Regions from separate parts of the Mus musculus genome. Here all the other regions are linked to region 3. Evidence: chromatin contacts called from public Hi-C and promoter capture Hi-C data. All regions are on one chromosome and are shown on one strand. Each heading gives the region's core, a stretch centred on a gene start, on an enhancer-like site or on the middle of the called end of the contact. The rest is flanking DNA. Distances are from core to core; before and after follow the strand shown. Region 1 overlaps Atp8a1 (ATPase, aminophospholipid transporter (APLT), class I, type 8A, member 1). Region 2 overlaps Atp8a1 (ATPase, aminophospholipid transporter (APLT), class I, type 8A, member 1). Region 3 holds the start of Shisa3 (shisa family member 3).

What was found. Promoter capture Hi-C pulls out the DNA fragments that hold promoters and counts their contacts. A called contact is a pair of places that touch in the nucleus more often than the background predicts.
Region 1: a Hi-C map of cardiomyocytes shows a contact between it and region 3, with 1.6 times the contacts expected there. The contact joins the enhancer-like site here to the promoter of Shisa3 in region 3. A contact is called at or near these places in 1 of 39 promoter capture datasets (3T3-L1-derived adipocytes), 1 of 484 Hi-C or Micro-C datasets (cardiomyocytes), 4 of 115 datasets of contacts at active chromatin or transcription factors (craniofacial prominence and embryonic stem cells) and 1 of 9 other capture datasets (embryonic stem cells).
Region 2: a contact with region 3 is called in a promoter capture Hi-C map of second pharyngeal arch cranial neural crest, with 2.4 times the contacts expected there. The contact joins the enhancer-like site here to the promoter of Shisa3 in region 3. A contact is called at or near these places in 2 of 39 promoter capture datasets (3T3-L1-derived adipocytes and second pharyngeal arch cranial neural crest), 2 of 484 Hi-C or Micro-C datasets (embryonic stem cells and nephron progenitors), 3 of 115 datasets of contacts at active chromatin or transcription factors (craniofacial prominence and embryonic stem cells) and 3 of 9 other capture datasets (adipose tissue, embryonic stem cells and pancreatic islet).

Annotation. Positions count from the first base shown.
Region 1 is chr5:67,696,105-67,698,804 of GRCm38.p6, forward strand. All of the region lies in intron 24 of Atp8a1 (ATPase, aminophospholipid transporter (APLT), class I, type 8A, member 1), which reads right to left. It overlaps Gm46914 (a long non-coding RNA gene), which reads right to left. Exons shown (of 2, transcript XR_001784868.2): 2 at 1,560-2,700. Among named protein-coding and RNA genes, the nearest start is that of Gm46914, 5.5 kb to the right of the region's middle. Within about 2 kb of position 1,322, at least 62 of the 459 cell types and tissues checked have an H3K27ac peak or open chromatin away from gene starts, as enhancers often do. A contact at or near this core is called in cardiomyocytes, where this site is marked.
Region 2 is chr5:67,671,811-67,674,510 of GRCm38.p6, forward strand. All of the region lies in intron 25 of Atp8a1 (ATPase, aminophospholipid transporter (APLT), class I, type 8A, member 1), which reads right to left. Among named protein-coding and RNA genes, the nearest start is that of Gm46914, 30 kb to the right of the region's middle. Within about 2 kb of position 1,376, at least 6 of the 459 cell types and tissues checked have an H3K27ac peak or open chromatin away from gene starts, as enhancers often do. A contact at or near this core is called in craniofacial prominence and second pharyngeal arch cranial neural crest, where this site is marked.
Region 3 is chr5:67,606,633-67,609,366 of GRCm38.p6, forward strand. Shisa3 (shisa family member 3) reads left to right here and starts at 1,251. Exons shown (of 2, transcript NM_001033415.3): 1 at 1,251-2,052. The coding sequence starts at 1,776.

The sequences.
Region 1 (2,700 bases), core at 72-2,571, 90 kb after region 3:
CTGAAATTCTTATTTTTAAATTTAAAAAGTTCAACAAGTCTTTTTGCCTAAGATACCTCTTTCTTTGTCTTGTGGTGGCACTCTGAAACCATGGGAATAATTGGAGACAGGTAAACCTGCCAGGTTTCCATTCAGGTCTGAAGGGTGAGACATTGGTTGTGTATATGTCTTCTTCAACTGGTTGTATGCATTCATTCAAAGGTGAAACACTGGCCTGGAGGTGTTTTATTTTGTTTTTGTTTTCTTTTTTTTCAAGAAGGTTAATAACACCAAAATCCAAGACATGACGAGAAAGCCCCAGCAATGCTTTTGGACAGTCAGTCTATTTTCTGGGAGACAAATGCTTCCTTCATCAGAGTCACCAGGAGAAACTTTCCCCTCTTTTTAGAACTGGCATTTTCCTATGTAGCTCAAGTTGGCCTCAAACTTATCTCCTGCCTCTGCCCTCTGAGTGCTGTGATCACAGGCTATGCCGACTGAAGAAGGAAGATGTTTTATATATGAGTTTTTAGAACCTGAGAATATGATTCTTTATAACAATGTAACATGAGACATTACCACTTTAACGTTAGTATGGTAGAAAAGCTGGAAACTATATAGTAATATGTGTCACTCATATGAAAGATGACTGACAGCCAGAACTTACTGCCTCATGGAAACTATTAAAGACGGAAAGTGATACACTTTGTATAAAAATTCTCATTACGCACAACAGAAAGCTATTGGACTCTTTCCACCACATTCTATGACACCTCTTTGCATGTACCACACACCACCATACCAATGCTCTGCCCAAGGTAACACCACACACACACACACACACACACACACACACACACACACACACACATACACAGAGGCAGCTAGACCTGCATGGCTCTGAGAAGCTAATTTCAATGACTAAGGTCCTACTGTGCTGTTTCAGAGGACAGCCCCAGAGCACTTGACAAGTCACACATTCATAACTTCATTCCTGAGACAGCATGCTCTGAGGTTTATGACTTGTTAATTGTTCTTTGTGCTCATGGAGTGAGCACCCCGAGCCTTCTTGCTGTCTATCAGTACAGTCTGAAAGGCAGACTGGCTGTTTTTCTTCCTCTCTGTGATGGGGAATACAGCTAATAATTTTTATAGATAGGCATTCTAGCTGCTCTCAGGATCCGCCTGAACTCGGAGCCACCGGATTTTTATGACAGATCAGAAGGCACTGTGCAAAGAGATGCTTCATCTCCTGCTGAGAAACAAATGAGCTCATCCCAGGAGGTCTGACCCCAGACAGCCAGATTTGTAAATTCGCCCCACTCCCGGGGAGTGAGTACATTCGCTCCCGGGGAGAAAGAGCTTCCCCAGACATTGTTTGGAAGGCTGGCAGTCAGGATTGCAGGCAAGAGTGCTAATCCACTGAGCCACAGTGTCTGCCGCCTACTCAAATTCATAAGGAGGCTTTAGATAGGACGAATTAGCTCACATTGAAGATTGATGCACTTTCTTTTTCTTTCTTTCTTTTTCCTATTCTTCTCTTCTCTCTTCTCTCTTTTCTTTTCTTTTCTTTTCTTTTCTTTTTTTTTCTTTTCCTTTTAAAGGGAAGCCCTTAACTTAAAATTATGTGGTGACTTACTGCTCTGGTATTTATCTGGTATTTACAACGTGTTAGGTAATTTGCTGGGCACTGGGAAGGATAAACCGGAGCAGTCCCTTCTTTCAATGAACTTGCGTGTTCTTGGAGTCTTCTCTCTCTTATTTTTTGGAAAAATAGGTAGTAAAAATACCTTTGAGGTATTTCTCAATTTGAGTTTCCACTTTACAAATCTAACAATAAAAACAAACCACGGTAACGATATATGAACAACGTGTGTTCTGGGTGGATTTGTCCACGTGACATAAACCTACATACACCCGGACTGTGGGTGGAGCGATCGCCTCCATCAGATTAGCTCCTGGCTATGTCTGTGGTGGGGATTTTCTTGATTGCCAATTGATGTGGTAGGGCCCAGTCCACTGTGGGCGGTGCCATTCCTAAATATGTGGGGCTCAGCTATATAAGAAAGGTACCCGAGCAAGCCATGAAGAATAAGCTAGCAAGCAGTGTGCCTCCATGGGCTTTGGCTCAGTTCCTGTCTTGAGTTCCTATCCTGGCTTCCCTTGCTGATGGGCTGCAACCTATCAGCCAAATAAACAAACCCTTTCCTCCCAAGGTACTATTGGCCATGTGTTCATCACCATAAGAGAGAGCAAACTGGAGTGCTGCATAATGACTATTTTTGATATTCCCTGTTCTCTTTCAGGTTGTCATTTATAGTACTGGCTATCTAAAAACACTTAGAACAGTGCTGATCTAGGAAGCATGTGGCAATGATAGAGAAGACTAAAATAAAAGCAGGCATGCTGGCACAAGCGACAGAAGGAAAAAGCCTCACCCGGCCCTGTTTGAGGCCACTCCTGGTGGCTCCTTTTCCAAGGACCATGCGGTCAAGCCTCTGAGTTGTTCCTCCACCACATCCTTGCCACTGGGGCCCCACTTCCTTCTTCCTGTACATGCGATCCATGCCTTCTTGCCCTTCTAAACATGTCTATACGTCATTGCTATGTACCTTGTATGCACAAAGTTGAGGAATACCTTCAGTGTGGGTATGTTCTCTAACCTGATCCAGTTTGCCCTGGTGGGTCTCAGATCACTTTTTCAGTTCTAATTCTGCTATT
Region 2 (2,700 bases), core at 126-2,625, 65 kb after region 3:
TCCATAAGCCCTCAGTCTGCAACCTTCTGAGTGCCAACATGATGTTGAAAATCCATCACCTGGTCTCATGTGACAAATATTTCCGCTTATGTGTGTCAGGTTTGTGGAAAATCTTATACATGAAACATGAAATAATTTTTATGAAATATGAATGAAATGTATGCTTAGACTTGGGGCTCATCTCCAAAGTCTATAAGCACATGTTCAAACTTTAGAACCCCAAGTTCTGAATCGTGCTGAACCCACGCACTTTGGATAGGGACTCTCAAGTGGGTGCTGTTTTCAAGTCTACTTAAAAAGTTGTTTCTTGCTACATGGTGTTGGGGAATGGGGGTGTATAGCAAAGCAAATGTAATGTGACTCAGGCTTCTGCTGCTGTGAGTTCCTTGACAGGATGCATGGCAACCTGGAACTGTGAGCGACATGAACCCTTTCTCCCTTAAGTTGCTTTTTGTTAGAATATTTTACCAGAGTAGCAGGAAAAGAAGCTAAGACTGATGGGTGTGGCATATGGCCCCTGGATAGTCCTGCCTGCACTTAGTAGGTCCAGATGATGGAAGATGGCCTCCTTGACAAGCATAGGAGAGTTTATTTCAGATGAGGGAAAGAACACAAGGTGGATTCTTTCCACACCCAAATCTGCCAGAGCATAAATCTTCTCCTGATGAGTTTCCGGCTCTTCAGTCCTCCCCGCCCCCATCAGAGTTTGCTTTCTTGACTTTTGTGTGTGCTTATGGAGTTGTACAATATCTATAATAGCCTAGAGCAGTAGTTCTCACCCTTCCTAATGCTGCGATCCTTTAATACAGTTTGCTTATGCTGTGGTGACCCCCCCCAAAACCATAAAACATATTTTCACGGCGACTTCATAAACTGTTATTTTGCTACTGTCATGAATTATAATGTAAAGATCTGATATGCAGGATATCTAATATGCAGCCCTGTGAAAGGGTTGGTTGACCCCCCCACCAAATGGGTGGTGACCCTCAGGTTGGAATCACTGGCCTAGAACAACCATACAGTGAAGCTAGTTAATTCTAGTGCTTATCACAAACTATACGTCTATGGCTGGGAGGTTATAAGTCTTTAGCTTTCTAACTACCAACAGTGTTCAACTATATAATCTAGAAGCATCATAACAGCACTGTTTTCTTCTCCTAGATGTGTGTATGTCCTTATCTGTATACAGCTTCTCTGACTTGTGGGTTTTCAACAAGACTGAAAAGATTCACTACTGTCTTCCACAGTTGCTTTCTCTTTTCTGGAAGCAGTGGGAGACTCTATTGGAAAAAGATCATGAATGTAGCATGTGCTGCGGAGGTCTGTTTTTCTTCCCGTGCACCACAAACAAGAGGGTGGTCCCTTGTGATGTAACCGAGGAGTGAGCTGAGTGCTGTGTGCTTCTCAGATAGCTCCTGGCTGCAGTTTCTGCACATGTTATTCATTATTGCTCCCATTTGTTACATAGCAACTTGCAGTGCCCCGTGAACATTAGATCAGAGAGCACTGGAATGTTTTGTCATTCAAGCTAAGAAATATATAGGTGGTCTACTTTTTTTAAAATTTATTTATTTTTCTGTGTTTGAGTGTTTTGCCTGCATGCGTATCTGGTGCCAGCAAGAGTCAGAATAGGGTATTGGATCCTCTGAGTTTGATGCTACAGACTGTTGGGTGCTACCACATGGGTGCTGGGAATCAAACTTGGGCCCTCTGGAAGAGCATCCAGTGCTCTTAACCACTGAGCCATCCTTCCAGCCCCAGGTGGTCTGTGTTATACAAGCTTTGTTCTGCACTCATTGAGTAGAAATGATTGTCTCTCTGAATACAACATGAGTAATGATTATATGTGCATGTATCTACACAGGCAAAAAGAATTATATGGCATAATTACATGGATAGCCAAAAGACTTCTAATGTTAAAGGCAAGAATATTACTCTACTGATATATTTTAAAATGTATAGGAGAGATTTGGGGGGAGATTATCATCCTAAAGCACAATTTAGTATAATGAATTATTGTATTCCTTTTGGCCACCCATAAGAGATAAAAAACAGGAGGAACATGGAAGGATACAGTTGCTATAGTTTCAGGTCTGTTGCTCTAAACACCCTGACCCAGAGTACCTTTGGGGAGGAAATGTTTTATTTCTGCTCCTTTCACTGAGGAAAGTCAGGGCAGCAACTCAAGTCAGAGCTTGAAGCAGAAACGATGAAGGTATGCTACTTGCTGACTCGCTATTTGACTCATTCACCACTCCTACTTTGCTTTCCTAAACGCAGGACGCCTGCCTAGGAATGGTGACACCCACAGTGGGCTGGGTTCTCCTGCATCATTAATAATCAAGGAAATCCCCATCAGACAATGCCCAGAGGACAGCCAGATCTGGGCAATCCTTTAATTGAAACTCCCTTCTTAGGTGATTCTGGGCTGTATCAAGATGATTTAAAGCTAACTAGGGCAACTCTATTAATCACCATGATGTGTTTTCTACATGTAGTAATCAAGCTTTGTTACTTATTAAGCTTGAGGTTCATCCCTGGCTGCTCTTTAGAAGTCAGCCAGGATGTGCTGCACGTTCCTTTCTTCCTAACTTCCTAAAGTCTCTCCTGGGACTGTCAGTCTACTCTCCACTGGGACGTATTTGGTTGACAAATAACGCACTTGCAAAAAGAGAGAAAAACCTAACTTAATCTTACTGC
Region 3 (2,734 bases), core at 1-2,500:
CAAACATTTATTGTGGAGCAATGCAGTTATAATTTTACACAGTCCTACTCAGTAGTGGCGTGTTGGGTATTTATTTTTATATTTAAATAACAATCTCAATATTTAAGACCTGAAGCTAGGAGTGGTTCTTTACCCGGGATGGAATTTAATTTAGATACTTAAAAATAAACCGTTTTATTCAGCACCGAAGTTTTTCTAGAAGCCTCTGGGACCGTGGGCAAGCTGCGGGTGTAATAAATACTTCTGACCGCGTATACTTGTGTTGGCGGTGCTCTGACAAGTTCTTCCATTTGTTTCAGGAGACTTGCTAATATCTAAATCGGTGACAGGGTGTTCAAAGCGTTTGACAAACCGTGTGGCTGAGACGAACGTCCTCACACGTACCGAACCAATAAACCCCGGAGAGGAAACACAGGTTGCAATAAAAATAAAGTCTTGAGGTTAGCACCGGTTTCACGTAACTCTGGCTTCACAAGGCTCTCCCTCGGCTAGAGGAGCCATGCCCTGCAAACAGCCCACAGGGGACACATCATTTAAATAAATGTGTTTCTTTGCCCGAACAGAAGTTCAGATAGGCTCGATTATCATTAATTCTGCTCTTTTATTTCCTTTGCGGGCGCGGAACACCGAAATCCTGGCCTTTGAAGTGAGGCTGGCGGGGCTGACCCGGGTCCTCCCCGGCGCCGGCTCAGCGGTGCGGGAAGGAGGCGCCTGAGCGTGAACTCGTGGAAGCTGGAAAGGAGGGGTGAAGGGGTGGGAGTGAGGTGCAAATGTTGGTGACCCTAAAAATCAGGTTATCGGAATCGAACGAATCCTCAGAATCGGCGGCCCAGGGACAAACTGAGTCTGTGCACAAGCCGACAGAACAGTTAGGGGACTTCAGACGCCACGCTCGTTTTTTAAAAGAAACCCGTGGAACTCAAGCGCGGCGCAAGTCCCCTCGTGAGCTGGCAGGCGTGGACGGAAGCGGGACCGTAGTCTTCCTCATCCTTCTGCAGGTTTTCCCCTGGCTATGTGACAGCTAGGTGGCAGGCTCGGCCTGGTCCCCTCGGGGTCACCGCCAAGGCCCGGGGTAGCGCCGTGGGTGGGGGCGGAGGGGAGACGCGCGTGAACCTGCGGGCGTGCGGACCGCATCGCGGTGCACCCGCTGTGATTAGCTCGCGCGGCGACCCCGGAGGGCGGACTTTCCTCACCCTCGAGTCTCCTCCTCCCTCTGCCTTTTTAAGGGACGCCCTCCAGGCAGAGCTGTCAGCCACCCCAGGCCCTCTGCACTTGGCCGCGACTGGGCTGTCTCCCGCCTGCGTGACAGTCAGGGGCGGGAGCGGAATTAGCCGTTGGTCCCCGAGACCTGCACGTGGAGAGCCAAGCTCAGTTCCCGGCTCTGCCGGGTACCGGGCGACAGCCCACGATTGGGACATTGCCCGGCCCTGGAGTTGGTCGTTCAGGGCTCGACGGCCCGCAAGAATAGCGGCCTGGCCCCGGGTGCTCCTAGCGCGATGAGCCTGGCTAAAGGCGGCCGCTGCTTCAGTCGCAGCCTACGCGGTGGCCTCCCGCGATCCCTGGTCCCCTCACCCTCGCGCACCATGCTGTCCTCCGGCCAGCGGAGCCCGCAGAGCAGCCCACGCCTCCTGCCCAGCCGCTGCTAACCCACGAGAACGCGTTCTTGACCGGGAGGTCAACCGGCCGCGTGGTGCCTCGGGGAGGCGGAACCTTGGTCCCCCGGAGCTCCGGCTCCGCCCTCGGATTCTCCAGCTGCCACCGGGCGCGGGGCGGCGATGGGGGCGCTGCTGGCGTTCTGTCTGCTCGTGGGCTTGCTACGTTGGGGCCCGGCGGGCGCGCAGCAGCCTGGGGAATACTGCCACGGCTGGGTGGACGCGCAGGGCAACTATCACGAGGGGTTCCAGTGCCCCGAGGACTTCGACACGCAGGACGCCACCATCTGCTGCGGCTCGTGTGCGCTGCGCTACTGCTGCGCGGCAGCCGACGCCAGGTTGGAGCAGGGGGGCTGCACCAACGACCGCGGAGAGCTGGAGCATCCTGGCATCACCGCGCGTAAGTGCGGCATCCCTGGGCGGACATGGCTCGCCCACCCGACACAGGCACGCCTTACTAGCTCGGGCCACAAAGTGGACCACCTCTGGGTCTGGGGATTGAAGAAAAAGAGGGTGATCGTATTTCAGGTCAGGGGTCCTATCGCTTTGCAGTTTGGGTCCCGGCTGCACGTGATGCCCATGGTTCGGCCCTAGGGAAAGTTTGCAAGGGTTCGCAGGAACTGCTGGTCTGGCGGGAACCTGGTGCTTCTAGGGTAGACAGCTGGAGCTAGGTTGGGTTTCCTGGGCGCTCTGGTCAAGTGGGGGAACTCCGGAAGTGCGGGTGCCAGGGAACTCGACTCTGATCACCCCCTTATTTTCTTTTGTCGAGTAGTAGCATTTCGTCACTCTTCCAACTTCCTTACAATTCTCTGCATCCAATTACCCTCTCTAGTCCACCCCCTATTGTCACGCTTTTCAGAAACACCCAAGTCTTTGGAGGTGAGGATTTAAAATTCCGGGTCACAGGGATTTCTCAGGCCCCCTATTCTCACGTCGGAAAACACGGGTCAAATTTCCGCTCACTTGTCCACTTGCTCACTTAAGAGGTGAATAAATCAGGACCCCAGCTGAGGAAATTTACACCTTGAAAAAAAAGTTTTCCACTTGAGTTGGAACATCAGGGAAACCTTTTAAGGCTCAAG